6 separate regions of the Mus musculus genome follow, and all the other regions are linked to region 1. Evidence: chromatin contacts called from public promoter capture Hi-C data. All regions are on one chromosome and are shown on one strand. The core of a region is the stretch at or near the end of the contact, and the rest is flanking DNA. Distances in the headings are between cores, read along the strand shown. Region 1 holds the start of Parp11 (poly (ADP-ribose) polymerase family, member 11). Region 2 holds the start of Vamp1 (vesicle-associated membrane protein 1). Region 3 holds the start of Ltbr (lymphotoxin B receptor). Region 4 holds the start of Tnfrsf1a (tumor necrosis factor receptor superfamily, member 1a). Region 5 holds the start of Plekhg6 (pleckstrin homology domain containing, family G (with RhoGef domain) member 6). Region 6 holds the start of Gabarapl1 (gamma-aminobutyric acid (GABA) A receptor-associated protein-like 1).

What was found. Promoter capture Hi-C pulls out the DNA fragments that hold promoters and counts their contacts.
Region 2: a promoter capture Hi-C map of hippocampal neurons shows a contact between it and region 1, with 6 times the contacts expected there. The contact joins the promoter of Vamp1 here to the promoter of Parp11 in region 1. A contact is called at or near these places in 2 of 39 promoter capture datasets (hippocampal neurons and pre-B cells).
Region 3: a promoter capture Hi-C map of hippocampal neurons shows a contact between it and region 1, with 4 times the contacts expected there. The contact joins the promoter of Ltbr here to the promoter of Parp11 in region 1. A contact is called at or near these places in 3 of 39 promoter capture datasets (the 3T3-L1 cell line, hippocampal neurons and liver) and 1 of 9 other capture datasets (macrophages).
Region 4: a promoter capture Hi-C map of liver shows a contact between it and region 1, with 4 times the contacts expected there. The contact joins the promoter of Tnfrsf1a here to the promoter of Parp11 in region 1. A contact is called at or near these places in 2 of 39 promoter capture datasets (hippocampal neurons and liver).
Region 5: a contact with region 1 is called in a promoter capture Hi-C map of embryonic stem cells, with 2.2 times the contacts expected there. The contact joins the promoter of Plekhg6 here to the promoter of Parp11 in region 1. A contact is called at or near these places in 4 of 39 promoter capture datasets (the 3T3-L1 cell line, the C10 cell line, embryonic stem cells and 1 more).
Region 6: a contact with region 1 is called in a promoter capture Hi-C map of liver, with 4 times the contacts expected there. The contact joins the promoter of Gabarapl1 here to the promoter of Parp11 in region 1. A contact is called at or near these places in 3 of 39 promoter capture datasets (liver and pre-B cells) and 1 of 484 Hi-C or Micro-C datasets (uterus).

What each region holds. Positions count from the first base shown.
Region 1 is chr6:127,451,183-127,455,639 of GRCm38.p6, forward strand. Parp11 (poly (ADP-ribose) polymerase family, member 11) reads left to right here and starts at 2,445. Exons shown (of 9, transcript NM_181402.4): 1 at 2,445-2,640.
Region 2 is chr6:125,213,118-125,217,574 of GRCm38.p6, forward strand. It overlaps Vamp1 (vesicle-associated membrane protein 1), which reads left to right and starts at 2,464. Exons shown (of 5, transcript NM_009496.3): 1 at 2,464-2,610. The coding sequence starts at 2,609.
Region 3 is chr6:125,311,377-125,315,833 of GRCm38.p6, forward strand. It overlaps Ltbr (lymphotoxin B receptor), which reads right to left and starts at 2,509. Exons shown (of 10, transcript NM_010736.4): 1 at 2,214-2,509; 2 at 2,014-2,110; 3 at 1,618-1,743; 4 at 1,376-1,534; 5 at 894-990; 6 at 667-746. The coding sequence starts at 2,309. It also overlaps a transcript of Scnn1a not described here.
Region 4 is chr6:125,347,643-125,352,099 of GRCm38.p6, forward strand. It overlaps Tnfrsf1a (tumor necrosis factor receptor superfamily, member 1a), which reads left to right and starts at 2,081. Exons shown (of 10, transcript NM_011609.4): 1 at 2,081-2,420. The coding sequence starts at 2,382.
Region 5 is chr6:125,378,085-125,382,541 of GRCm38.p6, forward strand. It overlaps Plekhg6 (pleckstrin homology domain containing, family G (with RhoGef domain) member 6), which reads right to left and starts at 2,420. Exons shown (of 17, transcript NM_198604.2): 1 at 2,266-2,420; 2 at 1,671-1,892; 3 at 618-826. The coding sequence starts at 755.
Region 6 is chr6:129,531,231-129,535,687 of GRCm38.p6, forward strand. Gabarapl1 (gamma-aminobutyric acid (GABA) A receptor-associated protein-like 1) reads left to right here and starts at 1,962. Exons shown (of 4, transcript NM_020590.4): 1 at 1,962-2,306. The coding sequence starts at 2,217. 1700101I11Rik (RIKEN cDNA 1700101I11 gene) reads right to left here and starts at 2,054. Exons shown (of 2, transcript NR_045270.2): 1 at 2,008-2,054; 2 at 717-1,712.

The DNA.
Region 1 (4,457 bases), core at 1,195-3,694:
CCCCAATGATTAGCACCCCCTACCACCTCAGAAACTGGAAGACGGTAATGAAGTCATATTATTTTATTTTAGAATATATTAGAAACTATTTAGGAATATTTTAGAGAGTCTAAGATTCATTTCATTCTTTAGCAAAGTAAGATGTAAGTCATCCTGACTTTCAACTCCAAACACCTGAAAGGGCCCAGGCAGGTCCAGTGAGAAGGAGAGCCGATCTGTGCACTTTAATCATACAATAATGTTGCCTGCAAATAAGATGTTCTAAAACTTTAGGAAATTTTGAGAAAGTATAGAACAAGATAATATTCATTCAGTCTTAAATGCAGTAAGAAGGGTCTCTAGGTGATTCTCAACACTCTTTAAATACACTATTATTTGTAAATCGGTTTCTTTCTATCCCTAGTTTCATATATGAAAGGCTTTTAAATGCTATCAGTTGCTTCTTCTATTTCATTGCTGTATCTGTTTCAAGCTGGGTCATCAATATGACGAATGACATGAAAAGATTTACTATTCTTCTATCTGCCCTTACACTCCTGAAATTAACTATACTTGTCATAGTGTGTTAGTTTTATAAGACTTTCTTAGTTTAATTTATCTTTTACTTATGATTAAATTTTATACTGGGTGTGATGGCACATGACCGTAATCTCAGCCTTTGGGTGATGGAACATTTGAGATGACCTTGAGCTACACGAATAGATCCTGATTACTTTTAATAAGCTGTAGTATCAGGATGATGCTAGCTAGCCTTGAGAAGGGAGCAGTAGCAATTGAAGCAACTGTGGGCTAGTCCTTTTCAAGGCCGAGTGGGTCTCGACAAGGCAAGTTAACCAGGGAAGTTAGGACAAAATCTTTTGAGGGTTGAGAGTTATACTTCATTTTCTTTGAAGCCTTAAGAGTTAGCAAGGTGATATGACACGGTAAGTTTACAAAAGTCAACAGCTTTCCTAAATTAGAGCAATGAAAACTGTTTCACTTGGAAAAAAAAAAACCTATAAAATAGCCAAATCAAACACATAAAGGTTGTTGTAAAAATAGCTTTAATGTACTTAAAGATATCAGAGACCTAGGCAGGAGGGGCATAACTCAGTGGTGGAAGAGGTGTTTAGCATGTGTGAGGTTCTGGGTTCATATACCCAGCCCAGCCCGACTCCCGACACATGGCCTGAAATACAGGAAGAAGTGTGTTCTGGATGAGAACTCATTATTTTGAAAAAAACTGAAAAAGAAAATTAGGAGATATTTCTTATCAAAGAGCAAGTACATTAGGAATCTATACATTATAATAGCATGGCAAAGCATAGGAATAAGCAGAGGATTAGCAGATAAGAATATTCAGGAATATATGTATATATGCATATGCATGCAAATTTAGCAAATGTACTTCAAAGTAGTAAGAAAAAATAATTATGCTATGCAATAAGTATTTGGGCAACTGGTTAACCATTTGGCAACAATTTTTAGAATTTCTTATTGAACAGTATCATTTCTAAGAATTCGTTCCAAAGAGGTTAATGAATGTCTGAACAAAAATAGTGATTATAGTAATTTTTGTTACATAGTAACTTGTGTCTCTCACAGTAGATTATTTAAGATATGTGTGTAACATGTAAACTATGGAATGCTATAGTCTGAAGAAATAGATTCATACACATGGGAATGGAAAAATATATTAAAATGTAAAAAACAATCAGGTTCTGAATCTGTGGTCATTCTTTGACCTATTTTTAAAAATACACCTATAGTCTCACACTACTTCTTTGCCTTTAAGAATATTCTTCCATCGTACCTCTTTTGTGACCGGTGTAAGAACCTATTTGAGGCCTTAGCATTCAAGGCACTCAGGTAAACCTGCTTGGAAACCTCCATATTTGCCATGCTGTCTAAAATTTCACGTTTTTACATTCTTGCGTTTCCAAATTACTTTTTGCTTTCTTCTGTCGATTCTAAAATCCACGAGGACAGGGACAACATATTGGTCAGTGTTCACGTCCAAGCCCAGTGACACGTGGCCAATAGCTCCCTTTATTTATTTATTATTTTCTAGATTGCAAACACCTAAGCACCTGATTTCAGCAAGCTCATTTACACCCTCAGGTAGAACTATCATCACCTCCAATTCGAGGATGTTGCAAACAACAAAGAGGTTTGAAGCTTTAACCTTTAAGCCATTGGTCGAGTTGTGCTTCTCAGGCCTAGTACTTGGTTGGCCACTAAACTCGGTATAAGGTGATCTTTAATAAACGTAGGTTCTGCATGGAGGAAACGCAGCCTGCCACGCTTGACGATCACGTGGTGGGTATGATGGCCGGCTTCAAACAGCTTTACCACACAGGTAAAGGCGGCCCGCGACAGCACGCGCGGAAGTTCCAAGGGCGCCATAGAGGCGGAGCGAGTTTGCGGTGGGCGGGACCGCCACTGATTGGCTGGATCCAGGCGGAAGTCGGGAGGTTCGATGGTCCGAAGACGCCAGCTTGTGACGGGGAGGGGGAGAAGGAAGGCTTCCGTAAAGGGTGCCTTTCGGTCCTTTCGCTCCTGGGGACCCTCGGAAAAAGCCCACCATATCGACCCCACGGCTAGCCCCTCCCCCAGGCTCTCTCCGCTCGATTTCGCACCGTTATGTGGGAAGCGAATCCGGTGAGTAGCCGGCGGGACGGGGCGGGCCCAGTGGGCGGGGTTGCCTGAGAAGGGCGGGGAGGCGTTCCCGGGAACTCGCCCCCGCGGTGCCTCAGGCTGGGGGTTTGCGTTCCGGGGTCGTGGCTGTCCCGCTTCGCGGGGGCCTCCTGCGGGCCGTGGACTCGCAGCTTTGAGCCGTGGGAGCGTTCGGTGGCCGCTTCTACGCTGTTGCTTTCCTTTCCCGATTGTTGATTTTACTTCCGGGGGCTTCTCTGTCTTCGCTTTTTTCCCTCATTTTATATTTTGTATTCTGCTTTCCAGTTGAAGTTACTGGCTTTCGAACCTGCTAGTTCCTTTCGACCCCCGCACCCTCGTTGCTCCTTCTTTTTGGAGCTACAGAGCATGGAGGATCCTCTATATGAGTTTCAGGGGATGACGTTCTTAAATGTTTTCTTTCCGTGGTTAGAACAATGATCTGGAATCCTTTGTTTGCCTTCAGTAGGTCTTATGTCTGCAGGCATTTTTTTTTAATACTTGCTTTCATTCATTGGTTCGTTCGTTCATTCATTCGTTCGTTCATTCAAACTCCTACCCGCCATGAATGAGGATTCAGATCTATTTGTCAAGAGTATTCAGATCTTGTTATGGGAATGTAATAGTGAGAAAAATGTACGCTGAACTTAAAACTTCGGGGTCGATGGGCAGAATCGCATTTCAAGAAATTTGTGGACTTAGTTTGTGAAACTACCTCAGAAGCTGAGCTAACCATTAATTTGACTTCAATAACCCTCTAAGTCAATACTTGAAGTAACCCTTTTGCTTTCCCTCACAAAACCAGTAACCTACTTCCTACTTAAGTGTATTATCAGTTAAGTCTATCAGTAAATTTTCCCACGTCTGAAAGTTAGTACCTGATTAGAAATGAGCCCATGAATTGGGATTCAGTCCACATTGTAGTTCCATTCCATCCCATTCCATCATGACAGTTACCAGATAGTTTTGATTCATACACTAATACTGTCATCAGATCAGGGCAGAGGAAAGTATACGTTTGGATGTGATTTTAGCAAAATTGGGATAGCTGTTCATACATACACGCTGTTCACTGTTAACTATTAAGTGTCATCAGTATCCATCTCTTACATGTCAATATGGAGTTGGTTTTTACCAGCCGCCCCGCCCCTTTGTGTTGATTTCCCCACAACATACGTCAGCAGTGTATATATTCTGTTCAAGGTCACGTACTTCAAATCCTCTGAGTTGTGTGTTCAACTAGAGAACAGCTCCTGTTGCACAAGAAATGCTTGTTGAATTCTTGACAGTGACTGGCACAGGAATGCACTAAGGGTTCTGTGCTCACTCTGTACCTCTTTCCTTCAGGATCACACTTCTATCTGTATTGTTGGGCCATTTATACCCTGGTGAGAATTACAAAGGATCTAGTGAGGGTTTCATGTGTTTGGTTTATTATAAAAACCATTTTCTTGGGGAAAAAAAGGGGGGGTGGGAGGGAGCACTCTTCTGTGAAATCATAGGTAAGACTTTTAAGTTTTGCTAAGCAAGCTGACTTTTGTTATTACTAATGAACACACAGCCTTGTGTTTTCTGTGCTCTGGCCCATCCTCATATGGCTGAGTTCTGTTGGTATTGTTTTTCTTTATTTTGGTTTTGGCCTTGATTGTTTACCTTTTCTTCTCCTGTGAGCACCAGAATGTTGTCAATAAACACAGCTTAGTTTTTGAAAAAAATATCTCATATGTTTATGGGTGTTTTGATTGCCTGTATGTTTGGGTACCACATCCATGCAGTGCCCTCGGATGCCAGAAGAGGGCATTACA
Region 2 (4,457 bases), core at 1,214-3,713, 2.2 Mb before region 1:
CTTAGTTGCCAATATAGGGATTCCAACTTTATGTAGGGGCTTTCTGTTAGGGATTGAACTTTGAGTAAGACCATCATGCTGTTTCCTATGCTATGCTGCTACCCCACGAGGCCACCACGCTCAAGAGCAATGCTCAGCTGCCTCTCCAGATGTCAGCTTTCACTTGTTTGACCTTTAGTCCATGTTTTCTTTCTCATCAGCTCATGAACATACTTTTAAAATTCCTATTCAGTGTCATCCCAGCACTTGGCGGGGGCTGGGGGGGCTGAGGTGGGAATACGGCAGAAAACCAAACCAAGTCATACCTGCCATGAGGCAAAATGATCTAAAAGCGGGCAGCAGTAATGCCCACATTTAATCCCAGCACTCAGGAGGCAGAGGCAGGCGGATCTCTGAGTATGAAGTCAGCCTGCTTTACAAAGCGAGTTCCAGAACACCCAGGACTACACAGAGAAACCGTGTCTTGAAATCCAAAATCAAAACCAAAATCATCAATTGTAAAGTGCAACAGAATAAAAAACAGGGCAGGGGTCAGATCTAAAGTAACAAGTTTAGAGAAGAAAAATAGCCGTGAATGGCATTTGTGGTAATTAGGTAGGTACCCGGTAACAAGACTGGACACAGGCTTGAATCTAGAATTGTCCCCCCTTTTCCGTTCCGTCTTTCTTTTGCCATTTGGCAGAAATTTTGCTGTAGCTTAGTCAGGCTCTACCCACACTGTATTTGTCATACCTGCTCATGAACATCAAAATGTCACAACTTGCAGAATGAATGCCAGGCCCTTGAAAGGAAGTTCCAGAGGGAGAAAAGGAGTATGTCCTGTCCAGTAATGAAATGCTGCATGCATCTCCAAAGACGTAAACGCTTGCACACAGGACACCAACATGTGGACATCTGAGTGAAACACATGATTGCCTGAGAGTTAGTCTCTGGGGGATGGGGATGGAGCTCAGTTGGCAGAGTGAATGCCTAGCATGCAAAAGGAACAGAGTACGCTGACCAGCGCTGCAGAAAACTGGGCATGGTGGTAAACTTCTGCAGTCCTAGCATTCAGGAGGCAGAAGTAGGAGGACCAGAATTTCAAGGTCATTCTTGACTACATTTCATGTTTGAAGCCAGCCTGGACTACACAAGCCTCTGTTTCTGCTGGGAAAAGAGTCTCTGAACGTCAAGTTGTAACTGTCCTATTAATGTTACTATGTTCTCTTTCCTTTTGCATGGATGCCTAAGATATAAACATTTACACTGCATCCAAAACCTAAGCTTCCACTAAATGTAAAATAAGAATTCTAAGGCTAGGAAAACGCAACCACAGCTATAGATTCCTTTAAAGCTGTGAAGCATAAAATAATGTTGAATTTTACAACTGATGTCTAGGAAAGGGATTCTACTGGAAGAGAGAAGAAACGTCTTTAAGTATTGAGAAGGAAAAATTGATTCTACTTAGATTTTGGAGGAGGAGTAAAGAGGAAAGGGCTGGGGCTGGAGAGAGATGGCTCAGTGGTGGAGGGAGCATATTGCTTTTGCAGAGGGTTTGGTTCCCAGCACTCACATATACTCAAAACCATCTAGGGAATAACCCTCCTCTGGCCTCCAAGGGCACCCAAGCATGCATAGATGCAGGCAGAAACTTGTACCATAATATATATATACATATGTGTGTGTGTGTGTATATATATATATATATATATATATATATATATATATATACACACACACACATACATACGCATAATGTGTGTGTATATATATATACATATATGTGTGTATATATATATATATACACACATATATATGTGTGTGTGTATCTATATATCTGTATATATGTATATATCTATATCTATCTATCTATCTATCTATCTATCTATCTATCTATCTATCTATCTATAGAGAGAGGTCTCAAAAAACAAAACAAAGCATAAACATAAAATAGGGAAGTCTACTTTAGTTCAGGTTTCTGGGCTGGGTTAACTAAGTCGCTGTGTTAACAGGTTTAGGGATGAAGTTCGTGATAGGGAAGAGAAGAATGAAGAATGTGGGTTTTATGGTCTCAGGCAGGGATGGTGACGGGGTGGTCCTGTGGCCAAGGACTTCATGAATATGCATTCACTGCTGAACCTCGCAGCCAGTTGGATTCCAGCGTCTAAGTCACTTGGGTTTCCTTCTGCCAGGTGCTGTGGGCGGGAGCGGTAAGAATGACAGCAGTCTCCAGCTCAGCGATTGGCTGGTAGGCACCATAAAAGGTCTAACTCAGCGGCGGAGACAGAGTTTGAGCTGGACTTTAAGCAAGCCACTTTTGTATTGGTCAGTGAAGAAATAGAAATAAGAGGACAATGGTAATTGCTGTAGTTGTGGGGGCGGGACTAGCAGGCCATTTCTCACGAGGATTGGACCTGGAGGTTTTGACATCATCCGAGAGGCGTGGTCATGTCTAATAAAGCCGAGAGCCGGCCCTGCACCTGCAGTAAGTTCCACCGCAGTTAGAGTTCCGGGTGTTTCGTGTGAGGCGGCGCTCGACAGTTCCGTCTGCTTCAGCCGCAGTGTCTCCCTGCCCGTCTCGTTGCATTCTCCAGAGAGGGGACGGACCTCCACTTCCTCTTTCAGAAAAATGTGAGTTGACTCTGCTCTAGGGTCCTCGACACCTCTTTACCGACTCTCCCCCGCAGTGTCCGACTCTGCGGGACGGGAAATGGCGCATTGCAGCAGCTGCGGCGACGCCGGGAACCACCAGCTCGCGCCGCCCCCAGACCGGGCCACCCCGGACTGCGGGCAGCGCTCCATCCCGCACCAACTGCAGCTGGCACTCCATGGCAGGGCGAGGGCGCGGGGGTCCCACGTACACCGCACCCTCCCCTCTTGTCTTTGTATCGTGGAACCCCAAAGGGGAAAAAGTGGGGGAGGTATAGATTCAGACAGGAAACTCGGAGACCCTTTCTTGTTTGACAGACTCTTAAAGCCTCTGGGAAGACTTATAGGTGTTCCTGTCCATTCTTGACTTGGAGTGCCCGCAGTCTCTGCGTTATGCATGCCCCTCACCCAGAGTGTGATGTACCTGCCTCATGGCTGTGAGCAAAGCTGCAGAAACTTAACTTGCTAGTTCTGTGGCGCCTTGCGAGTAGCTCAGAAAGTCTCAGGGGACAGTGGTATGAAATCTTAATGCAGCTGTTTATGCTAAGGCGATTTCCAGTGATCAAGTCCTAGCCAAATAAATATTGGAGGAGAAATAGGGAGAACAGTGAATTCTTCATTTTATCCAAAACACATAGTTTAGCCTTTAGCTCTTTTTGGCATCATCCCCTTCTGTGGCCAGATAAATTAAGAACTTCCCTTTAGGATCACATACACACAATGAAGAATTTTCTTTCTTTTCATTTATTATCTGAATCTCTTGCCTGGTGCTAGATTTATTTGTGTTTGTTCCCTCTTCCTCTCTCTCTCCCTCTTCCTCTCTCTCTCCCTCTTCCTCGCTCTCTCTATCCCCCTTCTTTGTTTGGCTTTTCCATATAGGGTTTCTCTGTGTACCCCTGGCTGTCTCAGAATTCCCTCTATAGACAAGGCTGGCCTTGAACTCAGAGATCCACCTGCCCCTGGCTTCCAAGTGCTGGGATTAAAGGTGTGCACCACTACACTCTGCTTGTGTTGCCTCTATTGGCAAAAGGGGGGCAGGATTTTGTATTACATAAGGGTTATAACTCCCTGAATAGGTTAGGGTGGAGTGTTTCTACCTGCCACAAATAGTAAATAAAGTGAGTTCTCCAAAGCTTCACAGCCATTTTATCCGTTCTCTGCATTAACATTCTGTGCAGTTTTTACAAGCCCATAGATCTAGATGTTTAGGGGAGGGGAGGGGTCCTTCTTAGTTGACTGGCTGCAGGTAGTTTCATGTGTGATGTTTGGAAGGAGGTTGAGAAAGCATGGTGGCTAGCAGGGAATCACGAGGTCTCTGACCTTAATCTTGTCATTGGTGCCACCATCCTGGACACCTTCCAACACTAGCTGCTACCAACTCATTGAAATCCCTCCCTCTGGTCTAGAACTAGATTGCTTAGCTAGCTCAGTAGCAGTGCAGATCCTGTGGCTCCCATGGCTTTGCAGATTCCTCTATGTTTAGGAAGGAAATGGGAAAGCGGCCCTTTAAGTGGAAGAAGCTGGTGTAATCTGCTAATAGAGTCTTTCTGAGGGGCTTCTACATCTTGATCTTAGCCAAAAGGCCGAGAAGCGGTTGGGGTTATTACATCGTGTCTAGAACATTTCCCTTAGTTATGGAAAAAGAGATTCTGCATCTTGGTTCTGTTGTAATTAATCAAGGAATTTACTTTTTTTTTAGCAACTTTCTGGTGGCTTAACCTTTACTGTACTTATTCTTGGACTTTTCTAGCAAAGATTTTTTTTTTTTTTAGCACTTAAGAAATTTCTATTCCCCATCAAATTTTAGCTTTCTCTCTTTACCTTGCTTC
Region 3 (4,457 bases), core at 1,259-3,758, 2.1 Mb before region 1:
GCCAATTAGTAGCGATTAGAGTCATCAGAAGAACTTATAGTCAACCACCAGGCTGGGAAACTAGTGGGTTTCCTCGAAGACAGAAACCAAGAAACAAGAAAACCTAGAAAGAGCCCAGTGGGGGAGCATGTCTCCAACAGATGTGTGTAAGTGAACAACGAGGTATTCAATTAGTGAAGGAAGGCTATGACGGAATCGCATCCAAGCATAGTGATGAAGCCGGTTAGAATTACGTCACAGCACAGGAATGTTTCCTGGCATAATATGTATAATTTTGAAAGTGTAAGAAAAGAGTCTAGGGATGTTCTAATCTCCAGGCCCTCTATGGAGACAGGCTCACTCTGTAGCCAAGGCTAGCCTCAAACTCTTGATTCTTCTGCCGCAGCCTTTCAAGCGCTGGGGATTACAAGGGTGCACCACCACACCTGCCTTTCCAAGTTTTCGTTTTTTTTCTTTTGGTCCAAACTCAGGGTCTTATGTATCCCAAGCAAGCGTTCTAACCATGGAACTACACGCTACCTCCTTCTGATTTCTTCAGAAGAAATGTTTCTGACTTTGTCTAACCCTGGGAAGAAAGATGCACTGTTCCCTGTTTCTGTGGATGAGGGGGGCTGAGGCATCTTCCCAGACCGACCCTGCCTTGTGTTCCTCAGCCCGGTGTCTTACCTGGCTCTGGGGGATTTTTACAGATGGTATCCGAGTAGGAGGTACCTGGAGCTGCCTCCACCAGGCCCTGGATCTCACATCTGTGGAGAAACAAGACTGTGAGCTTCTCCCTGCTCCCCTTGGTGACTGGCTCCAGGAACACATGGTCGGGATGGCCGGAAGTCAAGGATGGAGGAGATGACAACCCTTGGGTTTCCTGGAGGTGAGTGGGGGAAGGGCCCTCTCACCTGGTATGGGGTTGACAGCGGGCTCGAGGGGAGGAAGTGTTCTGGAAGTGTCCCGGCTTACAGGGGACACAGTTGACGTCAGTATCCATAATTTCATCTGGCAAAAGAAAGGCAGGCCAGTGGGGGTGAGTGGGTAAGTGTGAGGACTCGGTGGCCTTCCTTTACGTCCCCTCTTTGCCAACCATTCTGCTCTGTAGTTGCTACCTTTCCCAAGCTTGGCTTTGCAGCCTGCCGTTTTGCCCAAGCTTCCCCAGGGCTGACAGGAGGGAGCTACCTTCTAAGCTCCTCATACCAGTTCATGTCTTGGCAGACCCCCTCCTGTGAGCCTTTTTCAAGGACTGATAGATTCTTTATGGTTCTCCCAGTGGGCAGAGGTACCACACTCACAGTACCAGTGGGGAGAAGCACCATGCGCACAGTATCACGTTCCTTGCCCTTGATGCCCAGCCTCCCTTTACTGGCTGCCCTCAGTGACCTCTGACCTGTGACCTCGGCTTCTGTGCCAGGCTGGCAGAGTACAAGCCGCTCCTCCTCACAGTGCACACACTCATTGTCCAGATACACACAGGACATCCCCGGCTGACAGCGGCACTCGGCTTTCCGATCGCTGGTGCAAGGGGCAACCTCCTCAAAGCCCAGCACTGTCAGGGAGAGGGAAGAGTCAGAGAGGAGCTGGCCCTCCCAGTCGTACCCATCATGCAGATCCAGATGAGTCCCCACTTACCAATGTCACAGGGGCGGCACAGCTGGCAGGTGGAGAGATGGTTCCAGTGTTCATTATAGGAATTATGGGGGCAAGTCTTGCAAACCGTGTCTTGGCTGCGGCTGCATACCGCAAAGACAAACTCGCCTATGAGGCGAATGGGGAAAGAGGGTTATCAGGAGACAAGAAGTCCATCTCTGCGTCCGCTGCCTCTGCTTGCTGCATGCCTCGGAGCCTCTCCTTGGTCTCTTTGTCCCCATCCTGTCTTCATGGCTACATGCCGCTACCTCTTCAAATCTCAGTGTCCGTGGGACAATGCTAATGCTTCGTAGACTCTCCTTCCTGGCTAGTTTTAGCAGTGCTGGCTCATTCTGGCTCACCTCTACCACCCAAGCCACTTGGAGCCACTGTTCTCACCTGGGGGACAGCGGGAGCAGCAGACGTCGTGCATGGGCTCGTAGTATTCCTTGTCCTGGTCCCAGCAAGTCTGGTTTTCTATGCGATAAGGGGGCACCTTCCAGAGGAGGCGGAGAAAGAGAAGAATGAGGCAGGGTCAGCTCTGGAGGGCAGAAGGGCTAGAGAGAAACCTGGTCCATCCCACCTAGCCCCTCCCTCACCAGCTGGGGCTGAGAGGCCACCAGAAGCCCGCTGAGTCCCAGCAGGAGTGGCCCCCAGGCCAGGCCGCAGGGAGAGGAGGCCCGGGGCAGGCGCATGGCGGCCTTTCGGCTCGGCTGACCAGACCGGGTGGAGTCCTAGGAGGAAGGTGGGAAGCCCGGACGTCCTGAGCAGCGTTGGCCACGACTTCCCAAGCCTGGCGGCTGGGCCGACGTGCCCCCGGGGGCCGGGAGCGGCCGGGCCTGGCCTCCAGGGCTCCAGCGCCGGGCTCAGGAAGTGGGAGTGGAGCGAGCCGGCCGGGGGCGGGGGCAGGGAGCCCTGGGAGCAGAGGCCGGCCTGTCGCAATCGCGACGGGGGGGGGGAAGAGGAACAGGCTTGGCCGCCTCGACGCAGGGCGGGAGGGGGTGGCCGGGAAAGCACGTGAGAGCTGCAGGCCCGGAACCCGGCCTCCACCTTTCTTCGGAAGCCTGGCTCTCAGAGGGGATTGCGGATTAGGATCGCTTGCTGGCCGAAAGGGGGGCAGCAGAGACAGTGGCTAGCCATCAGTCAGGCCCACCTCCGAGAGCCCGAGGCAGAGCTGACTTGGTTGACCTGCCGTGGACGTTGAGGCAGAGAGCTGTGGACAGCTGGGTGTCAGATTTGCAAAGAGGAGGCGCCAGGGATTGACAGTGCACCCAGCCAGGATACCCAGAGGTGGTTAGCAGATGCAGCCAGCGTCTGGCCAGGCATCCCACTTGGCAGAGACTGAGGGCCTGCTCCACTCTGTGACTTTTTAAAAAGAAGCTTCCACAGTAACAAGCCCACCCACGCCACACACCAGGGCGCACACCACAAGACACTGGAGAGAGTTCAGCTGGCCCTGAATCTGTCCTCTCCTCTGGGACCTCTCTCACGGAAGGGTGGGCGTGTGTAAACCCAGGTCCTGGTGAGTGGGGGCTTCTGGGCTGGGGCTGGGTAGCCTAGTTCCAGCGTGTGTGCACATAAGCCTATAACTCTCTTAAACCGAGGGACCTGAGAGCCCAGCCAGTGTAGGTACCTTACTTTCTAGAGAAGACCTGCCCAGGGTGCCAGGCAGCGGTGCACAGGGTTCCAAGATCGTTAAGCCTGGTGGGCCTTTTCTTCCTGCCATTAATAGCCCAGAGCTGCTGGAAGTATGTGACACCCCTTTTTCCCACGTCTACTGATTCCCAACCCCCCCCCCCAGCCCCCTTCACACACACACCCCTCTAAATTTCTATTAAGAAAACAGCCATGGAGCCCCCAAGGAACCCTAATGTCTGCCCTGTGCTCCTTACTAGGCTATTGGCTGGCCCGTGGCCTGGTTTGGCTATTTAGTCTAGGCTCACGGAGTCTAGCATGATCTGGCTTATGCCACTGGCCAGGTACATATTCGTTGTGTAAATGAAGGCTGTCCACACCGCTTAGCCACTCTGGAAGAACTTAACTGCAGTCCAGATCTGATTTTCAGATCCCAGCCCATGGCAACATCTGTCCTGCCTCCCTTGTGACTCGGGGGTGGGGGGTGGGGTTGGACTCTCATTTGGAATGAGGGAAAGCCTTCTCTTGCAATAGCTCACCTGAGAACTGACCTTTTCCATGGTGGATCAGATATCCAGACAGGCTTTCGGTGGAGCCTCGAAATGCTGGCAAGGGATTGAGTTTTAGAGAAGACCTGGGGAGAGGGGGGAACAGAGCGGGGCGGGGTGGGGGGGAACTTGCCTGGGCTTTTTTTTTTTAAGTGTATACTTTTTTTAAAAAAAAGATTTATTTATTATTATATGTAAGTACACTGTAGCTATCATCAGACACTCCAGAAGAGGGAGTCAGATCTCCTTAGTGGTGGTTATGAGCCACCACGTGGTTGCTGGGAATTGAACTCAGGACCTTCAGAAGAGCAGTTGATGCTCTTAACTGCTGCCTGGGCTCTTGATAGTCACTCTGTGCTGTCCCCTCCCTGGGTGCTGGCCCAGCAGCTCCACTCTGCTGGTACCTGTCTGTCTCAATTGTCCCAGGTTCCCTGGCAGTGGTAGAGATACTGAATAGCAGACCTCTGATTTCTCTTCCTTCTGGGCTCAGGGAGTTGGGGCAGGGGCTTGACTCACTTGGATCTCTTAACAGCATAAAGGAACGGGTGGGTGGGGAGCGGCCCTAGATACATTTCACTATTTCTTTTTTTTTTTTTTAATGTTTTATTAGGGAAAATTCACATGTACTATTCAGAGAGAGAGAAAGAGAGAGAGAGAGAG
Region 4 (4,457 bases), core at 831-3,330, 2.1 Mb before region 1:
AGTGACAATTATAAGCTGCTATGTGGGTGCTGGGAACCCAACCCTGAACCTTTGCAAGAGCAACAAGTACTTTTAACTACTGAGCCATCTCTCCGGCCGATGCCTTTTCTACTCTTACTCTTACTCATATCTCCTCTGTAAAACTAGCTGGCTTTTCATGTCCTCAAATTCACCTGCTTTTACGGTCTTAAACCGAGTTTTATGGAGCATGCTAGTACCCTGTTGTCTCAAAGCTTCAAAGGTGCTAAGAAAAATCAGCGTTTATCCTAAGCCCTGAAGGAAAGTCCCCTTTTGTTCCAACTTCTAAGTAATAATGGCTTTGGCAGTTTGCACAGATAGACCATTAAAAGTTCCTTGTAATATTAAGCATGGGACCTTGAAGAGTTGTTAATTATTATTTTCAAATTATTGATATTGTAGGATTCTTAACATGTGGCAAACACTTCTAATATTAATATGAATCTTACCACCAAACTAGCCTTGAGAAATGTGCTAGTGTGTTTTGTGTCTATTTGTGTGTGTGTGTGTGTATGTGTGTGTGTGTGTGTGTGTGTGTGTGTGCTGGGGATAAACTTAAGGCCTCATCTATGCTGGGGAAGCCCCACCTCCACCCCCGACCACATACCCACACACACCATTTCTTTTTCCTGGCTTGCTCCCATTGAAAACTGGCCAGTCTGATAGAGGGGGGTGAGCTTCCAGCAGCAGGGACACCTCCAGCTGGTCTTCCGCTCTGCCTTCAGGGTCACAGAGGAGAGGAGACAGCAGGGTTAGGATACTGGAGGTTGGAAGTCAGGGTAGCTCACAGGGAGAAGGGCCAGGAGCTCTGGTTCCAAGTCCCCAAGCCCTATGCCCCTATTCCTGGGTTTTCCCTCCAAGTCTCAAAGTCTCAGCTGCTTTTAAAGGACCGCAGGTTGGTTGAACTGGCATGCATAAAGAAGGTCATTGAGTCTCAAGGGCACTCGAGTGAATAGTGTCCGGGTGTTACAGGGTTCCATTGCACTGAAGACCTGCCCAAATGGGGATGGCAGGAGGCAGCCATCCCTAGTAAGGGATGCTATCAGAAGGTAAGGTCTTACTCAAAAGGACAGAGAGAACTGTGGGCCTTGCAGTAGGAGCTCGGCTGGCATCCTGATTCTCCGAGATCAGCCTCCCAGTGTGCAGAGTCCCGTGGCTTTTTCCTCACCCCTAAAGCTACAGACTGTGGTATAACTATCTTTGAGGTCAGTCCCAACGGATGCATCAGGATATCTAGAGCTGGGTGTGGTGGTGCACACCTGTAGTCTCAGCAGGTAGGAGGTGGGAGGATGAGAAGTACAAGGCCAGCCTCAGCTAGACAGTGAGTTTGAGGCCAGCCGGCTTGGGCTAAATGAAACCCTATTTCACACAGGTTGGAAAGGGGGCCCTGGGAGCCCTTTACAGAAGCCTGAATTCTCATGGCTTCTCTTTGCTATGTCAGGGCAGGCACTTTTCACTCCAAATTAACAACTGGGGAGACAACCAAGGCTTAGGAGAGGGTGCTGCCTGACACCCCCTCACCCGTGCCCCACCGTTGGTGACCGAGCCATGGTGGGCAGCTGAGGGACTTGTCTGGAAGACACAGATGAGAGTCAGTGGGAGTGACCTTGGGTCAGGACCCAGGCAGGGTAGAAAAGAACATTTGATTTCCCTCCCGGTTTGGGCTGACTGGGTAAACGTCCAAGAAAGTGCGATTAGAGGGAACTCAGAGGGAGGGAGAGCGCGAAGCAAAGGAGTTCTCGGCGGGCGAGCATCAGATATTGCCCTCCCCCTAATAACTCCCGCCTGCCGTCCCGTGAGATAGGTGGGCTGGCTTCCTTCCGTGAAATTGACAACAGGCTTAGAGGGGTTAGTCCACCGGTCTAAGCTCACCCACTTCAAAAGCAAAGGAGTCCGAACTGGAATTCTGTGGACTCTCAAGCTCTTAAGTGGTGTTAAGTGGGTTTGGGGCGCCAAGCTACGGGACCCGGGCTACAAAGCGTTAAAGAACCTTGGCCCTCTCCTCACTCCTCCTAGTTCCCTCCCTCCTCCTCCCTCGCCTCTCCCCAGGCTCTTCCGGTCCCGCTCTTGCAACACCACCCCCGCCACTCTCCCTTCCCCTCCTACCTTCTCTCTCCCCTCAGCTTAAATTTTCTCCGAGTTTTCCGAACTCTGGCTCATGATCGGGCCTACTGGGTGCGAGGTCCTGGAGGACCGTACCCTGATCTCTATCTGCCTCTGACTTTCAGCTTCTCGAACTCGAGGCCCAGGCTGCCATCGCCCGGGCCACCTGGTCCGATCATCTTACTTCATTCACGAGCGTTGTCAATTGCTGCCCTGTCCCCAGCCCCAATGGGGGAGTGAGAGGCCACTGCCGGCCGGACATGGGTCTCCCCACCGTGCCTGGCCTGCTGCTGTCACTGGTGAGATGGGAGACTGGAGGGGAGGGTGGGTTGCTAGCGAGGCGCCGGGCAGGAGTGGGCTTGTACTAGGGGTAGAGATGGGGGCAGGGGCTTCTGTGCTTTAGTTTGACGCCAGGTTTGCTGTGCCTCACCTGGGGCTGCCCTGAGATGTGGAAGGGAGAAATCTGAGAGGGAGAGAATCTGGCAAGCCAAGCTGGCAAGCCTGGGCCCCTGACAGTCAAGGTCCTGGCCCGTGTTGGGCTGTGGTCAGGCCAGCTGCTCGGCCAGTGGAGTTAGACGGAGAAGCCTTCTTTCTCTGGCCGAGGTTGAACAGCGTGGGGCAGGGTGTTGGAAGACTGGGTGCTAGGAGAACCGCTTTGGCGGGACGAGTTTGGGAAAGCGTGCTTGGGAGTGGACCCGAAACTGGACAAAGCTGGGCAGCCTTCCGGTCCCAGACTTCTCCCTGAGACAGCCTCTGACCTTCTGCCGCCTCCATTTCTGCTTCCAGACAAGAGGTCCCTCCTGGCGTGACCCTCCTTAAGTAGCTAATACCTCTTTATCTAGGCCATGTATCCTCCTGCTCCCTCCCCACAGACCCAAAAGTCAGTCTCACGGTTTCCAATTCCACAGTTCCAATTGGGGAAGTTGGTAGCAGCTTGTTTTCGTCACTGGAAAATGTACTTTTCTCTGGCCTCGGCCTAGTGTTCATGTTCTCTTGATTTCTGTGTGTCCATAATTATTCTGTGTAGATCCTGGGGGCTCCCTGGCTGTCTGGGTGGGCTGTACCATCGGCGCAGTGTTCTCTGGGTCCTGCCTCTCCCTGGCCCAGCGTTATCCCTGAGACCTGCCTTTTTCTCCCTCCCCTTTCACTCCTCATTCTCTTCTGGTCAGTCTCCAGAGCCTCCTTGCGGGGGTGGGGTGGGGGGGTGGGGGTGGCTCCTTTGTGTCTATTCCCTTCCCTTTCTCTACACACCATTCTAAAGCAGTGGTCCTAGAACCCTGCCTGGGTGTCACCTCCCTTCTCCTGGTCCTGTCCTGTCTCCCAGTCTCTCCTGGGAGACTTGTCAAGGCTGCCCCTCTGGCTGTTCTCCAACTCCCCCACCCACTTAATTCTTTTCTCTTTAGGGGTAGATCACCTGGATTTAGGGCTCAGCCCAGCACCCTTACCCTCATGAACGCAGGCATGTGATGTGACTCCCCCGCTTTTTGTTTCTTTTATTTCCAAAATGTCTACAATGATCAGTACCTCATAGTTGTTATTAAGATTGAGTAGATGGATTTGTGTTAAATATTTATTCATTTCCTTCCCTGCTAGGTCCAATTCAGATTAGGTGAATGATCCCAAAGGGGAGTAAGAAGTATGCCACAAACAGAAAGGACTCAGCTTGGCTTCTCTCTTCTCATCTCTAGCAGTGATACTCGTCACTACTCACGTCACTACTCATTGTGACGGTAGATGTCACAATAACTGTCAGAGTGCAGTGGCCCAGCTAGGTAGAGGAGAGAGGCTGAGCCAGTTGTGGAGGCCCAGGTGAGGGTGGGGGCACCGTGAACAGAAGCAGATCCTGAAGACAAGGCACACGGAAGGCTACTGAAGTCTACATGGGGCTGGCCACTGCCTTATCAGTACAGAGCACAGTGCCTGTGAGGTGTTCAGGTAGGACGAGGTGCTGAGGTCATGAGGCAGTGATGGCCGTGGCAGGGATGTGGCAAGGCCAAGAAGACTTTGCTATTTTTAAAAAGTTTCAGTACAGGAGTGGAAATGACTTTAGAATACTCTGGAGGAAAAGACGTTCCAAGGCCTTGGTGATGTACTATCCCAGAGGCAGAACTGGGGGAGGAGGGTGGGCTATATGCCAACTGTCTTCTTGCTTAATGGCCTTTGCCTGTCTGCTGGGCTGAGCTTGCCTGCATAGACCCTAAGGCTCATAGTGTGTTATCATCTTTGGCTCATGGAGAGCTCTTGAAACTGTGAGCTATGTCCCATCCCCAGCACCTATCCAGGCCCTGAAAAAGAAACCTTGACCGTTGACTAATGGCTTAATCAATTCAGGAACA
Region 5 (4,457 bases), core at 1,170-3,669, 2.1 Mb before region 1:
TGGCCTGAGTTGCCTTACATACTTCCTAGTGTCCCTTTCTGCCCTCTGCCTGGGCAAGTCTCGTCTCCAGGGGTGGAATCCTCTAAGGAGGCAGGGAATACCCCCAGCTAGAAGGGGCACTGTTCTTAAGGAAGCACCGAGGGCAGAAACAGCCTAAGTCCTGGCCTCCACACCCCTTTCCTCTACTAGCTTTGGAAGTGGGCCGGGTAGGTGGAGCCAGGGGCGGGGCAGAGACAGTTCCGGCCACTCCCCCTCCTCCCCTGTGAGAGCAGGGGCACCCTGAACCTTTGCTCTTCTTCAGCCCTGACTCAGGGAGCTTTTGACTCCTCCCAACTCAAGTAGAGACTGACAGATGCCTTTCCCCACTGCGCTGGGAATTCAGAAATGCCTCCCAATCCCTCCTCTGAGCTCCCCGCCTCCCCCACTGTTGTCTGAGGCTGGGTGTGAAGCGCTGGCATCCTGGCCGGGCACTGACCCTCCTTCCCAGTAACCCCGGAAAGCGGAGGAGGTTAAGGGACAAGAATAGAGCAGCCTGTGAAAAAGGGGACAGACTTCAAAACCTTGGTGTCATCCCTCCTGCCCCACCCAGGTCACCTTTGGGGCACAGGCGCACTCACCACTCCAGGACCTCCTCTGGGAAATAGATTCCCAGCAGTGCTGTGGGCAGAGGTCTGATGACGGCCCCCGTAAGTCTCAATTCGGGAAGCTACCAGGCCTTGGAGGGGGCCCTCATTTGGAGGACCAAAGGCTTGCATTGTTTCTCTCCTGAGTTACCCCCAGAGGATCATAGCACCAATGTCCAGGAGAAAGGGGGGTATCCCCTTTTCTGCAAGATAGAAAGCCCAGGCTGGATTAGTGATGAACGAACGTCTCCACAGGTTGGAGAGCAAGGAAAGACAAGAGGACAGAGTGGGGAAGAAGAGGGCCAGATGGTGGGGGGTGTGTGCTATCTATAAGCTAGTAGGGGGAGGGCAGGGCCAGGTGCATGCTGGGTAGGAACATCTGCTTTATACTTAGGATACATTCACACTTCAGCCTCAGAGGATGCTGTAGTCTCAAGAGCAGCTGGGAGCAAGGGTCACAGAAATCTCTAGCACTCTAGATAGCCCCAGGTAGAAGGCGGTCTCTTGTACCTAGATGTCTCCTTTCCTGTATTACCTTTGTCAACACTGCACAAACACCATGAACTGGGACAGGTAAAGCTGACTAGAGACAGACAAGTGGGTTTCTCATGTTGGAACAGACTATGGGTTAAGAACGGCTTTTATTTTATTTTCTGATTTGAGATAGGAGGACCTCTTAATATAGCCCAGGCTGACACACAGTGTAACCCAGTCTAGGCTACCTTCCAACTCTGCATCCCCCTGCCTCAGTTTCTAGAGTGCTATGATCACAGATGTATTCTATCATGCTTTGCAACGTTTACATTTTTAAATAATGGGGGGGGGCAAAAAAGGAAAAATAATATTTGGGGAAAGAGAACAATACACCCAGTTCACACTCCATGAGTTACAGCTAGTTTTATCACGGTTCAGCCAGCCAGCCACCCTTACTGGTCGGCTGGCCATCCTTGGCTGCTTTTCAGTTAGTCGCAACTGAGACTCAATAGACAAGAGACTCTACAATATAGCTTTTCTGTCCCTTTACTGAGAAGTCTGTACATGCCTTACCTGGAAACCCCACACGTCCACGTACAATCTGGCGAAGTCAGGAGAGCTGTCAGACAGGGTCTGGAGGGATGCCCCTAGTTGAGGCAGCCCGCTGGTCTCCCACTAAGCTCCTTTCCTGGCCGCCGAGGGCACCACCAGGGATAGAGCTGGAAGTCAGATGCAGGACTCCACCCCTCCTTTCTAAGCCTGGATGGAAGACCCATCCCTTGCAGTGGGCAGGGCCTGAAGGGAAGAGGCCCTTAATGGGAACTGGACTCAAGAACCCTATACAGGGGTTGGTTTCCCACCAACTGGGCTCTAGAAACCTCCCATTTCTCTCTCCTAGCTTACTCTGACTTACTCGCAGAGGAGATTGTTCATTGTGTCTCCCGCCCCGGGACAACAACAGTCCAGCCCCCGAAGGCAGTCCCCCGCCCCTCCTTCTCCCTCCCCCTTACTATCTCTCCCCACGTCCACCTTTTCTATCTTTTCCCAGGCCCAGCTTTTCTCCCTCCCTCGTACCCAGCCTCCTTCCCTCCTCCTTCTGAGGCCCCGCGACCCTGTCCCAGATCCCCGGTTCCCTGGCCGCCCGGCACTCGCCCTCCCAAGTGCTCACCTGTGAGCGCAGGTGTCCGAGCTTCCGCTGTCCTTGACGTCCGCTGGATACTGTGGAAATCTGGGTCGTTGTCAGCTTCCTTGGCGATGGCAGCCCCACTGTCCCAGCCTGGGACTAGGACCGAGCGGCCCGCGGGACCAGGCAGCACGGGGCCGGGAAGGGAGGTGAAGGTGGAGGCAGAGGGGCGGGACGTGGGCTGGCACCTCCCCCTCCCTGCGGGCCTTGCAGCGTCGCGGTCCTGGTCACCCGGACAGAGAGGGTAGGGAGCCGGACTCTCCGTACACCAACCCCAGACCAGGAGTGCTCACTTCTCGGTGCGCACCTTTCCCTTTCTTTTGCACCTGAACTAACCAGCAATCTGTCACCTGGTCGGGGCCAGGGGCTGGAACCTTGTGCCACCCGCAGGCCACCAGCGTGTCCTCCCTTCCCGGCCAGACCCCTGCCAGGCGCCAGGGTAATGAGGGATAAATGAAAGGTTGGGCGCCGCTATGCGGAGGCGGTGAGGTAATGACCAAGCGACCTGTGGCAGGTACACATCCCTTGTTTGCACCAGGCCCCTCTTGCCTGTCCTAGACCGTTACCCTGAAAGGGAGCCAGCCTAGCATCAGGAAGGGCGGAGGCCCAAGGATTCTCAGCCCCATGGCTGTCCTCTGGCCATGGAGTCCAAAGTGTAGCCCTTATCTCCAGTGAACCTGCTGGCCTGCCCTGGCAACAGGGAGGAAGGTTCTGTGGACTTTGTGTCTTATTGAGGGAGGCATCAGGGGCCAAGCTTAGACCATACCCAACACTACTCTCATTACTTAAGCCTGGAGGGAGGGGGCATACCAGGGGAGGGTACCCTCCCACCGGACTGCACTTGGGCCAGTGTGGCCTTCCCAAGGGCTACACAGACTGAACAGTTTCTCCGAAGTGGTACAGCACTGGCTGGGCGTGATGTGAAAGGCATCCCCGCCCCCCCGCCCCCACATTCCCAAGTCCTGTCGTCTGGTCTGAGGGAAGAACTGAGAGTTATATCATCCCATGGATGTGTGATCCAGAGGTGGAAGTCTCGGTGGGGGGGGGGGGGAGGGGGCGGGGAGATGGGCAGGTCTGAGGTCCACTTTGGGATCTTCCTTCCGCCAATGGACTAGACTGGGTCTGGTGCAACCTCTTACCACACAAAGCATCCCGAAGTACACAAAACCCTTTCAGAAGTGTCTCCCTGTGTTCAGAGGAAAAACAAAACAAAACAAAACAAAAACAAAACAAAACAAAAACAAAACAAAACAAAACAAAAACACCTCTAATTCTCACCCTCTCCCATGGCTCCTTTCAGCCTGGAGAGGCATCTTTGCCATCGGTTGCTTGAATGTGTGTTCCTGTTCCCAGTCACAGATTTGTCCTTCAGTGTACTTTTTTAGAATATGATGTTGTGAGGTCTCAGTGTTACAGAGGAGCTGTCCTGACCTGTGGTTGCCTCCATCCTGCCTTCTGCCCCCCCAGGTGTGTGTGTAGGGGGGGGAGCGGAGAAGGAGTTGGATGAGAACCATGTTTGTCAAGAATGCAGGTTTTGCCTGTTCCTAGCATTCACACTGTGGGGGGCCAGGAGAAGAGGAAGACATATCCAGGGATGATGAGTAGCCATGAGAGAGAGAGAGAGAGTTAATGAACCAGTTGGTGCTGATTACTGGCCATATTAAATGACACCCCAAAGACACTGGTGCTGAGGACTTCTCCTCCCACTGATTCTCAGACAAAGGTGGAAGGAGGAGAAAGAGGGAAATTGGAATTGAGAAGGTAGGAGAGAAATCCTGGACTTACATGCCCCTGGAGTGAGCTTCTGATGTCTCCCATAGACCCAGGCAGAGTTAACCCTTTCCATTCCCTCAGGGCTGAGGTCCCACCTCCACCTCCCAGTACCCTGGGGCCTGTATCAAGTCTCCCTGGGAGGAGAGGTTCCCAGACAAAGCTAAAGACAGAGGTGTGGCCAGCTGCAGGTGTGTGGGCAGGTGGACTCGCAGGCTCTCTTGGTCCATTCCTTCCTTCTATTCTGGCTCTGTCCAGCTGTCCTCTCTACAACTGCCCCTTCCACCGAGCTCTCCCGTGCTGTGGAGGACAGACTCCTGGGGCGGGCTGAGAAGGAAACACAAGCAGAGGAACTGCGTAGTCTCCTGAAGATGAGGAGTTTGCCAGAGGCTGGGACTCTGCCGGGA
Region 6 (4,457 bases), core at 712-3,211, 2.1 Mb after region 1:
ATTTGATGTGGCTATATGAGAAAATGTGGTCCTTTTAAAACTGCCCTTTGTATGGTTGAAGAAAGCAACTTAAAAGGTTTTTTTTTTTATCTGATTGTTAGTTTATAAATGTACCTGTGTACAACATTTTAAAGAACCTTCTGAGAATCAATAGTAAAATTGTGAAAATAGATACATTTTGTATTTTAATATGACTTATTTTTATTTTATTTGTGTGGGGGTTCTGCCTATATGTATGTATGTGCACCACGGACATGCAGTAACGTAGTAGAGGTCAGAGAGGGTATTAGGTCCCCTGAAACTGGAGTTACAGATACTCCTGAGCTGTCATGTGGGAGTTGGAAATCAAACCCTGGTCCTCTAGTAGAGCAGTCAGTGTTCTTAACCACTGAACCATTCTCCAGCTCCCAATACATTTTGCATTCTAATGTAAACGACTAGCATTTTAAAAATCCTAAGAGCTGATTAACCAACATTTCATCTTTAAATTTTCATGTACTGCATACATTTTCAGTGGACTGAAGAACTGCCCTTCAACTAGCTGAGACTGTACATCTATAAAAAAAAAAAACAAAACAACAACAACAAAAAAACAAACCTGAAGGTTACTCAGAAAACAACACTATTACCATTTTCATCCCAGATCTGTCTCAACTGGTTGTAAAATTTCTTCTGAAAGACTTAATTGTATTTGGGTCAAGGGTAAAATGAGTAGCTGGGTATTAAACTATTTTTAATTTGAAAATAAAAACAACAATAAATAAATACAACAATATTATATACCAATTCATTTGTCTTCATATGTAAGAAAGATTACCAGGAGAAAACCAAGAAGTGGGCTATGTATTTCATGTTCTTGTTTTGCCAGTTAAATTCAGTTCACTTTATTTTGCCCATATTTTATAACCATATCACTAAGTCATGTACATAAAATCAGGCAACAGGGCTGCTTGCCTGGTACCACTTAGTAGTCATTTTATTTTCACAGCACAAAGCATCCTTGAACTTTATCTCCGATGTTCCCAAGATATAGGTCTGGAGTTACTGCCAGTAGAATCAGAAGGGTGACCCCGCATCCAAAGAGTCTTAAGATGGAAACCCGGTATGTCAGAGGGGCCTGGGCTGACTCTCTCTATACTATTGAGGGTCTTCCACCAGCATGCCAGTCAGAGCTTTTGGTGCCCAATAAGGCCTTTTCATCAGGACAACTACCCTACAGGTGATACCCACCCCAGAGCAAAGTATTGTTGGGGAAACATAGACACCTAAATGATTTGACCTCTGTATTTTCAAGAACTCAACAACCATGCTTCTGGGTGAACCTTATAAAATGAATGGATTCATCTCTCCTTGAACGTGAGTGAAGCCTGGTGTTCATCGCTGGCATCGCTTCTTCTAACCTTGATGACTTCATGTTCTTCACCCTTACACTTCTTCAAATCCATGAGTCATGCTCTGTTTATGTTGTCTCAGAACCAATTCTAGCACAGATCCAAACATAAGGACACCAGTCAGAAGGAGGAGTTGGGGCAGAGAAGGCAGGCCAGTCGTGGGTGCCAGGCAAAGGTCAAAATGCAAGCACAGGACATTTCAGCCCGGGCTACAAATCTCGTGACGCCTGGCACTTTTCCAACTCCAGACTCCTGATTCCATTGCTCTGGAAACAGCTGGATTTTCTTCCTCTGTGTTTGTTTTGGGCATCAAACAAGAAACTTGAAGGGGAGGGAAGACGACATTTGTTAGAGCATTCTTTGAATTAACAAATTACCTTTAATATCAATCCTCAAAAATAAAAACCCGACTACATGATTTTTGCGTTTCGATGGAGTGGTTTAGGAAAAGCTTGGGTGAAAAGAAGATACACAAATAAACAAAGCTTCTGTCCACCCGGATCCAGCAGGTCCTTAGCGCCGGGGGCGGAGCGGGGGTGGGGCGTCGTGATGTCACAGCACCGCCCTGGTGTTTTTGTGTTTCCAGCTCTTGGGAAAAGCCACCCTATTTCTTTACCTGGTGGTCCTTTACCTTCAGGCCGCGAGATCTCCAGGTCCTTCTCTGGACGTTTAGCCACGTAGTGCGGCGACTGGCGCGTGGGAGCTGACGCGGGTGGAGCGATTGTGATAAGGCTGACATTGACTGGGGGTGGCCAGACGCGAGACGCAGTCATCAGCGCGCGCAGCAGGCCCCGTCCGGGGAGCCCCTACATCCTGAGGTCCATCATGAAGTTCCAGTATAAGGAGGACCACCCCTTCGAGTATCGGAAAAAGGAAGGTGAAAAGATTAGGAAGAAATACCCGGACCGGGTGCCGGTGAGTGGGGGCGGGGAGGGAGAAGGCAAGCTTGAGGAGTTTGGGAGCTGGTTGCCCTGGAGCTACCGAGGTAGCCTGGCGATGGCGGGTGGCCCTGGCACAGGAGGGTCATCGGAATCAAGTATTCTTGACCGGCTTTGACAAGCTTGTATCCCCAGGGCCTGTAGCCACTTTTGGCATCTCGAAAGCGCAGCGTGCGCGTGGTGGGTGAGTCAGCAGGATTCAGCACCCATGGAGGTTGGGATGTGCGCGTGGCGAGGCCTGTGTGTGCGGGGGCGACTGGTTGGGGGCCGCAGATAGGATATGCTATAGAAAAACGCGTCCCAACCCTGTAGCAGCAGGTGAGATGAGCCTTGTGCCCATCCATGTCTGCTCAATTGGTTCTCCATGAAAACGAGTCTCCTTCCCATTTCCTTGAGCGTAGGAGGAAAAACTCGAGAAGCCCCTAGATTCTGACCTGCGTTTTTTTTTTTTTTTTTTTTTTAGAATTGGGGGTGGGGTGGGGTGAGGGGCTTCACCAGGCGGGCCCTCAAACAAGGTCATGCCTGCCTCCACCTCATTATTGTCTCCTGGGCCATGTGTGGAAAAAGAAGGTCCGTGCTCTGCACTGTGATAGGTGGGTGGGCTCTTGGATCTCAAGAACCAGTACTGAGAACCGTTTCCTCCATTAATTATACCCCGATTTAAGCAGCTAATACCTAGTTCATGCAGTGGGGAGAAAAATACTAAGGGAGTCTTCAGCATCCGGGTGTTTTCCACTTTACCCCCTCCCCCGCCCACTTGCCTTTTTTTTTTTCCTCCTCTTTTGAAGGCTGCGCAGCAGAATTGGAAGCAAAGGATGACATCGCTTTTAAATATGGTGGATAGAGGACCAGGGACTTTAAAAAATCGTTCTCTTTATTTGTACAGGCAATGATGTTATATTAGGTTGGCGTTCCTCTAACTTTGAAGGGTAAAAGAGCTGTGCTAACCTGATAATTTTTTTTTTTGATGCATAAGTAATAGGGGGGAGGGACTTCTTCCTTATTCTTTATCTCAGCCAGGGCTACCAGAAGAAACGGAGGTCCAGCAAGAGAAAGCCCTCAGCCCCATTTTCTACCCTCAGCCCCATTTTCTACCCTCAGCCCCATTTTCTATGAGGAAGAAGAGAGCTAACTATTCCACCATTCTCCAGAAATTACATATACATGGCTCTTCCAGAACGGCTGGGCACACTCCAGTCATGCCTTCCTACTACACAGTCCTTCACATGTTATTTCCTTGAGCTCAGGACTGTGGAGGATTGCTTTCAAAATTTCTCTCAGTTTGTCAGCCCCACTTAATATTTTAAAATTACACATGGACCACACAGCTGGCAGCACTCTGAATGCCTTGTCTGTGTACTCACCGACTCTCGTCACAGCATTAAAATCCCTGTGCTAGAGACATGCTCTGAAGCACAGGGCAGTGAAGTCACCACCCACAGGTTTGACATTGCTGACTGGTGGAGGAGAATTCCAGCCCTGGCTGTCATGCTTCAGGGCTTCCAGAGCCCTTGGGCTTCCAGAGTTTTGTTTTTGTTTTTGTTTTCCAGTTTGTAGTACAGTTAGATGAACGCCTTGTAAGGTTGAGCCCTAGAAGTAGGTTAACACCTGCTGCCATCTGGAGTTCAGGTGGTAGTTGGTGCCAGCCAGGAAACTTAAGTGAACACCTACCCCCATTATTCAGAACTTTAACAGAAATCCGAGCTGTGACCTGCAACTGTTTCCAAATTCAGCTAAAACCTCCGTCCTTCCTCAAGACAGAGCCCCCTCGCATTCAGTTGTGTACAGCACTCACCCACAATATTGCAGTTTCTCTGTATTCTCCTGTTTGTGACTTGATGCTGAATGTTTTACTTCAGTGATGATTTGTAAGCCAAGACACCTTCGCTTAGATCTCATGGATCCCTGGATTTCACACCCAGATGGTACCTCCCAATCTGAGAGGTTCTCAACCTCTCATCTGGTTGTGACATAGAACCCTGCTGAGATTTGTGTGGGGGTGGGAGTGGGGGCAACACTAAAATTGGAACCCTTTGCCTGGTGTCTTCTCCATGACTGGATTATAACAGGAGTTCTCCTGCCTTGGTCACAGGGCCGAATCTTCCTATGTTCAGGTATTTACAGGAAA